Linked DNA regions of Gossypium hirsutum: region 1 is linked to region 2. A link is a contact called in public Hi-C data. All regions are on one chromosome and are shown on one strand. The core of a region is the stretch at or near the end of the contact, and the rest is flanking DNA. Distances in the headings are between cores, read along the strand shown. Region 1 holds the start of LOC107940633 (UPF0307 protein ECA0281). Region 2 holds the start of LOC107921419 (probable BOI-related E3 ubiquitin-protein ligase 2).

What was found. A called contact is a pair of places that touch in the nucleus more often than the background predicts.
Region 1: a Hi-C map of leaf shows a contact between it and region 2, with 2.2 times the contacts expected there. The contact joins the promoter of LOC107940633 here to the promoter of LOC107921419 in region 2. A contact is called at or near these places in 4 of 34 Hi-C or Micro-C datasets (all in leaf).

The regions. Positions count from the first base shown.
Region 1 is chrD01:17,318,783-17,322,949 of Gossypium_hirsutum_v2.1, reverse strand. LOC107940633 (UPF0307 protein ECA0281) reads left to right here and starts at 1,919. Exons shown (of 7, transcript XM_041087230.1): 1 at 1,919-2,220; 2 at 2,609-3,213; 3 at 3,341-3,389; 4 at 3,487-3,538; 5 at 3,622-3,788; 6 at 3,890-4,000. The coding sequence starts at 2,870.
Region 2 is chrD01:17,130,716-17,134,782 of Gossypium_hirsutum_v2.1, reverse strand. It overlaps LOC107921419 (probable BOI-related E3 ubiquitin-protein ligase 2), which reads left to right and starts at 2,301. Exons shown (of 2, transcript XM_016851272.2): 1 at 2,301-3,076; 2 at 3,183-3,845. The coding sequence starts at 2,831. The coding sequence ends at 3,707.

The DNA of each region.
Region 1 (4,167 bases), core at 670-3,169, 190 kb before region 2:
TCAAGTTGAAGAAACAAGCTGATGGTACTGTGGATCGCTTCAAAGCCCGACTGGTTGCCAAGGGATATGCTCAAAAAATCAGCTTCGATTTTTATGACACTTTCAGTCCGGTAGCAAAAGTAAATACCATTCGTACTCTCCTCTCCTTAGCGGTTACTCATGGTTGGGAATTGAGGAAAGTGGATGTGGTCAATGCCTTCTTCAATGGAGATCTTGTTGAGGAAGTGTTTATGCAACAACCCCCCGGTTTTGAGCAACGAAATGACGAAGGTCAACCCCTAGTTTGCAAACTATGAAAGGCACTTTATAGCCTCAAACAAGCGCCGAGAGCCTGGTTTCAAAAGCTCAAAGATTTTCTGTGTTCCAAGATAAATTTTCAAGCTTTATGTGCTCACACTTCTTTATTTACACGTCAAAGAGAAGAAACTAGGATATGGTGCTTGATGTATGTTGATGATATTATTCCCACTGGTAGTAATTCGAAGAAACTAAATGATGTTATCCATCAGTTAAACACGTCATTTTCTCTTAAGGATTTGGGACCTCTGCATTATTTTCTTGAAGTGGTAGTGCATAGACATAATGACACTTTACATCTATTGCAGAAAAAGTACATTCGTGATTTAATCAACCGTACTGATATGACCTCTACTACCTCGGTTCCCACTCCAATGATCGTGTCTCCTACTCTTACTTCAACTGATGGTCAATTGCTACCTACATCCAAGGCTATTTTATATAGAAGCATTGTGGGTGGGCTTCAATACGCCTGTCTTACCCGACCTGATATAGCCTTTACTGTAAATAAACGCAGTCAGTACATGCACTCTCCAACTGACAAGCACTGGATGGCAGTCATACGAGTGCTACGATACCTCCAAGGAACTCTTGAGTTTGGTCTGTACTACACTCCAACGGATCAGGTTGATGTTACAACCTTTTCAGACTCGGATTGGGGTAGCTCTATCGAAGATAGGAGGTCTACTTCTGGTTTCTGCATTTACATAGATGGCAACCTTGTTGGTTGATCATCCAAGAAGCAGCATGTGGTGTCACGTTCCACATCCGAGGCAGAATTTAGAAGTGTCGCCAATACTGCGACGGATATCGCTTGGTTCTTTTATCTTCTTATTGATCTTGAAGAACAGTGTTGTGGGATTCCAACGTATGGTATGATAATTCTAGAGTAGCCCAGATATCGGCAAATCCTGTTCTACATTTAAAGATGAAACATGTCGAGCTTGACCTCCATTTTGTCCGAAAAAAAGTAGTAAAGGGTGACCTTCAAATCAATCATGTTGCTGTACACAATCAAGTTGCAGATTTATTCACTAAACCTTTAAGTGAATCTCAATTTGTTGCGCTGCGATCAAAGCTTGGATTATGTCAACTTTGCTCATATCCACTGCTGTTGTTTTCTCAGAGAAGGAGAAAATAGGGGGAATATCAGGTAGTAAGAATGACCTTCAGGTGTTCGATGATATGTTTGAGTTAAGCACAACATAGCTTACTCACCGCCTATGATTGCAAGGTGTTTGTTAAAATGCTTGTGAGAAACCGTCTACCTTGTTCTAGCCCATTTCTGGTTTAGCATTTCTGTTAACGGCCCATTTGGTTTCTGGTTTATCAATTAAGTCTGTTATGGTTGTTATAACGAGTGGTACAGCTATAGCTCGTTTGCTATTTTTTTGTTATTGATGTATCTAAAACACCTGAACTCTTATAAGTAGCCTAGGTGCTGCTCTATCATTCTCATGTTATCAATGATGATTAAATCGAGTGTTACACTCACAAGCTCTCTTTCTCTTCTCATGTTCCTTCTCTTTTCTATAATTCTTTATCTGTTATTAATATTTCTTTATTCTACTTCATGAATTTATGGGTTCTTTATCATTTATGCTTTACTTTCAAATTACTGCACTGTCATTCTTCATACTTTCTGTGACAATCTAACATTGGCACATTTGAGTTGAGCATTTCCAAAGAAAATCTATTCTGTACACACATTACAAGTCCAAATAGACTTTTCATACTTAGCCCAAAAAAACATAAAAGGCCCGCCTCCAAGACGAGTCAAGTACCAAGACTCCTCTTTAATGAAACTGTTCCTCTGCCAAAAAAGAAAAATTCCCGAAACTTTTTCCTCTCTATGGCAGATCCAAGCCTCTTGTCATCCTCCTCCACCGCCATTATCACTGACCTCGGCATCCGGCCTTCTAGGTAAGTGGATTCATTTCGCTTCAAACCCTCTCTTACAACTACATGTGCGCTCTATTTCCTGTTCTAGAAATTTTCTTGAACCAGCATGTGTCAAATCTTTTACTTAAAGAATCTTATATCAGAAATATAACAACTTAATAATGATCTATCTTCTTCTTCGTTTTGGACTTCTTTAATAACACTGAGAGCGTCGCCTTCAACCACTACCTGACGATCCCAACTCCAACCCCGTCTAAACTGCCTGTAAACAGGCAATCTTCTAACTTATACAATGGGCAGATAGAAGTCTACTTATTTTGTCCCTTCGCTTTGCGCCATTTATTTGATGACTTTTTGATTTTAGAAGTTGAATTATCAGCTCAACTCGTCAATTCTTACCTCAAAACAGGTCGTATGGTTCAAATTTGAATGTGGAGTCAATTCCTTTCTACTGGATCTTGTAAAAGTCCGTTTGGTTTTAGCTTTGATGCCCAAGCCCAACTGCTAACACCATCCAATAGACAAGATATCCATTCCCCCTAGTTTGGGCCTACAGCGAATTATCTGTAAGAAAAGATAAACGAGGAGGCGTGTCGCAACTTTAACGATTTACCAATACCATATACTATCATTGTCTTCCTCCAGGCGGCCTGGCAACTGTTACCGGAGCATGGCACGGTTGATACGGTCTCTAAGGCAATGGCCGCCATTGCAGCTGCAGCAGCAGTACCACTGCTGCTCTCGGATACTAACAGTATCAACTAAAACTCCTGTCCATTGTTTCTCTTTCGCCACTTCAACTTCCTCCCGTCGGAACGCTCGTCTCCGCCCGCGCGGAACCAGATTACCCAATGCCCCATCTACATCTGATCTCAGAGAAAACGAAATCAGCGACGACTCGGAATCCGATGTTAAGAAGAGCCGCAACCAGAAGAAGCGCGAGGCCCGTCGCGCCGTCCGTTGGGGCATGGACCTCGCTTCCTTCTCAACCCCTCAAATCAAACTTATCCTCAGGTACAGTGCAATCTACAAACATATATTTATTAGAAAACAACATTTTTAAACTTTTCAAATCAAATGGTATAATACTGAAAGCTAACATCTTTGTTTATTTTAATTCTTTTGCGGCGTGGATGTTTAGAGCCTCTTCTCTCGAACAAGATGTTTTCGATGCTTTAATGCTAGTTAAGGTACTTAAGGAAGTGCAAGTTTTATAATTCTGAAGCTTCTTTGTAGTTCGTTGGAAAATGTGTTATTGTAGACAAGGTGTTCGTGTTTTTGTTGCAGAGACTAGGGCCTGATGTTCGAGAGGGAAAGCGAAGGCAGTTCAATTATATTGGTAAGAAAAGTATATTGGAAGTCAATCGATTCGCGTTCCTTTATGGATTGCGGTTAATGCGTTATACTTATATTTTGTGTTAGGGAAACTGCTGAGAGAAGTAGAGCCTGAATTGATGGAAGTCTTGATCCAGGCTACAAAAGTAGGTGACCAGAAAACATTGCAGGCTTTAGCTGGTTCAGAGACACAAATCATTGAAGAAGAAGATGAAGAAGAAGAAGATGATGATGACGATCAATTTGAATATAGTGTAATTCAAGTTTTGATTTGAAGACTTATTGTAGGCTTAAACTGATTACACTTACATGTATATTCTCTTACTATATGTGCTATTTTTTTTACATGCAGCAGTCACAGGAGTTTGTTAACACTGCAAATAGATGGTTTGATGGGTTGATCAGCAAGGACATTGAAATTACTAATGAAGTATTTTCAGTTAGCAGTGTCGATTTTGACCGTCAGGTAAGCAAACCAAGTAAACTGTTTCTCATTTGTTTCGAAATATCTTTGAATCAAGAATGTGCTAAACCGGAATTTTAAAGCAAATTGAGAACCTTGCTTTGATCAATATGTACCATTGGAGGCAGGAGGCTAGTTAGGCAAGCAAATTCATCTAAATTCTTCACCTT
Region 2 (4,067 bases), core at 1,052-3,551:
CTGAATTTTTCATATAACAATAACAGTCCATGTATTTCAAAAAATTCAAAATTTTTCCATGAATTTTACATCTTTTAAATTAAATCCCTAAATCATAATTTCATGAAAATTTCCTTTACAAAAGTTGTTTATCTATCAACAACCTTTCATTTTGTACCATAAATTTCAAAATTTCAGCATACTCATCCATGAAAAAATTTTAATACTTTGATAACTTTGCAAATTGATCCCCAAAATAGATAGATTAAGTTATTACGATCTTAGAAATGTAAAAATTTCTAAAAACGGGACATGATTACTTACCCAATTAAGCTTTCTTGAAGTTCTCTCCCTTATCTAGGGTTTTCATGGAAAATTTTGGGGAAGATTATGATATAAAATGATATTTTTTATCTTTTAATTAACTATCATCTTTTATTTTTCCTACTTTTCGATTTAGTCATTTTCTTTTCTTAAATTTCTATGAATGAATCATCATAAATATCTACTAATTTCTCTTAATGGTCTATTTGCCTTATAAGGACCTCAAATTTTGAATTCCATAGCTATTTAATCCCTCTAGCTATTAGAATTCAACTTTTGCAGTTTATGCAATTTGGTCCTTACTAACAATTAAACATGAAATCAATAAAATTTTCTTATCAAAATTTTCATACGTCTTTCCTATCATAATGCAGACCATGAAATAATATTAAAATAAATTTTCTTCCTAACTCAGATTTGTGGTCCCGAAACCACTGTTTCGATTTAACTAAAAACGGGTTGTTACATATCTTGATTTGATTTTATTCAAATTGATTTAAATTTAATACAAATTTGTATCTTTATTCATGGAAATTTCCGAAATCCCTCCATATTGAATGCCTATAAAAGCCTAAAGAATTCTTCAAAATTTTTTACACACAGATACAACGAATTTATTTTGCTCTTCAAAATTCTTCCCTTTATCTCTCCAATTTTTCAAACGTTTCGGTGATAGAAGAATGCAAAGTTTGTTTGTTGATCACTGCAGAAGTGCTACTGTTTCGATCATTTTATTGTTGTATCTTGGAAGACAATTGACCAACGTGTCTCCAAGTATCATAGGAGAGGCCGAATCTGTCTTAAAGAAACTGTGAAAATATGCCTCAATATTTAGTAAAAATCAATTCCCTTATTCAATTTCTGTTTTTCAAAAGCTTATTTATTTAATTGTTTTATTTAGATCTACTCATTTTTTTAAATATAAATATATTTGTTTATATTATATGTTCAAATCTTGTATTTAATATAAATTATTTATATTTATATTTATTCGCGTGTTTTGTCCAACAATTTCATCCTCAAATTCTAATATTTTCTCACATAAACTCACTGACCTCCCCTTGTGCAAGTGGTATTGGAAGGACCATCGCTCGGAGAAGTTACTGCCAAGCGAAGTCGTTATATCAGTATGAAACTAGCCCTTTCTGAGATTTTGATGTAGCTCTCATTTAGCCATTGCACAAACGAATCTGCAGCAGCCACCGCGTCCTCCGTCTCAAATGCAGTTTACCAGCGGGCAATGTGATTGCATGAAAGAGGTAACATGCTGCGCTCGCGGTTAAAACGTTGTGTGGCATTGTTTGTCAGTAAATCACCACAAATTCTCTAGAAAAGGTTTTTGTTGTTCATCAACCGACCGGCTACAATCACGTCCAGTACTCTGAAGATAGGTTTATCATGGTAGGCGCAGGCATGAGGCCCCCAGGTGTTCGCATATTGAATGCGGTGGCGAATGGCCGATGCCCAGGTATTTGTTGAAAGTTGACAAAAAGCCCATCTAGGCGTTATCATTTTAAATTATATTTTTAAAGATTAAATTGATATCCATGAGTTAAAAAGGTCTAAGCAACGCAACCGATGCTTCCTGGATCCTGGTGCCCCTAGGAGACTGGTAGTTGGGTTTACTATAGATGAGGTGACGTTTCTGGCCCATACCACCAGTCTCGACCACACTAGCCCATTAATCCAAGGGCTGACACATGGCACCAGACTAACCTGAAAACTGCATTTCAGAACTCTTCATACCCCCCCCCCCAAACACAAATCGCAATTTGCAGACCTCTGCATGGAAATTGTCGTTTTGAAACCTACCACATAAATACAGCGAAGGTCATTAAAAAGACCGTAAAATATGAGCATAATTAAACTCCAGTTAGAAGATGAGTTTCTTTTTTAAAAAGGATAAAATTAGTGATAAAAGAAGTGGGTTTTATTTATTGTTTCATTAGAGGATATGAAAACAACAGCTGACTGGAAGAATTAATGGGAACTATTATTCAGCCTTTTCCAATGACCAAAAAACTGACAAAATTCACCAAATTTCTGATTCCTTCGCCTCTATTCTATAACGTCTGACTCTTTCACGTCCCAATCCAGTGAATTTCCCTTTCAAAACCCACACATTTTTCTTTTTTCCTCTTTGTGAAAATCTCTTGAGCCGATACCTGTGTGACTTGCTGTCACAAAATCTGAATGTGTACGTCGTCGTTGTATCTCTCTCATAAGATTTTTGTCGGTTTTCCCACTCTATTTATAACCATCCACGGGTATCCTCCGCGATGGTCTGTCTATTTTCAGTTACACCAGAGAACCCAAACCAACAAACAAGGCAAAGGTTATGCCGATTAAGAAATAAGTCTTAAGGAGGGCCTCATCTTTTTTTCTAGCACTAAAACCTACCCCATTTTCATATCCTTCATGGTTACCAAGTAAGTGAATTTACAAAGGGACAAGGGGGATCCTTTTTATTTTTATTTCTTGTAATGATGCTTTGCTTCGTTTTGATCAATACCTGGCGATAGTTATTATGGCTGTTCAAGCACAGTTGTGTCGTGAAAATATGGGTGTGCCTTTGCCCATGTGTGGCCTTCAGGATTGGATGGTAAACCCTGCACCTGCTGCTCCTTCATTCCAAGCTGGTTCTAGTCTTCAAGACGTTCCTTTTCATCCGCATCAAAACGCTCAGAACTTGGTTCCCATGGCAGTTTCTCAACCTTTAGATGCTCAACTGGAGATTCAAAGGCAGGAAATTGATTGCTTTCTTCAATTACGGGTAAGAAATCCATCATATCCTTTGTGTTTAACTGTTTTATTCAGGGTTTCAGTTTCACTGAAAATTCTTATTTTTCGTGTCATATATCTGGGCTTGGAAAACTCAGAATGAGAGGCTAAGATATGTATTACGAGAGCAAAGGAAGCAACAACAAACCATTCTGCTAAAGAGTATGGAATCAAAGGCCTTGTATTTGATGAAGCGAAAAGAAGAAGAGTTGGCACGAGCAACAAAGAAAAAGATGGAGCTTGAAGCCTGCTTAAGAAAAGTGGAAATGGAAAGCGAGTCATGGCAAAGACTTGCAAAAGCAAATGAAGCGAAGGTTATGGATCTAAACAAAAGACTGGAACAAGTGAGAGAGAGCCTAATTTGGGTCAGCAGTTCAGCTGAAGATGAAGAATCCTTTTATTATGGTTCGTGCCACAGAGATGAAGAAGAAAGAGACAATAACGTTCAAGAAGAAGACAGCAAGAAAAAGATGGCTTGTAAGCACTGCAACACTAGGAGCTCATGCGTTCTGTTTTTACCTTGCAGACACCTTTGCTCCTGCAACTCTTGTGAAGCATTTCTTGTTTCTTGTCCTGTCTGTGGATCTGAGAGGGAGGCAAGCATTAAGGTGTATTGGGTCTAACTCTTAACTCTTGCAACACTAGGAGTTCATGCGTTCTCTTTTTACCATGCAGACATCTTTGCTCCTGCACCTATTGTGAAGCATTTGTTGTTTGAAGGAGGCAAGCATTAACGTGTTTTGGGTCTAACTCTTACGTCTATGGTTTTGGGAGAAGCACACTTGTTCATAGGTGAACCGTCATCATGTGTTTTCGTTTGTATTTACTTTACTTACAGTAGTGGTTTGGTGAGTTCCGAACAAAAGAAAAAGATTGGTTTGGTGAGTATCTTTTTCAATTTTTACCTTTTCTGGGCTAATTACACTTTTCCTGATTCAGATTGCATCCAAAAGGAAATTATAAAATACATAATTCTTTTAAAA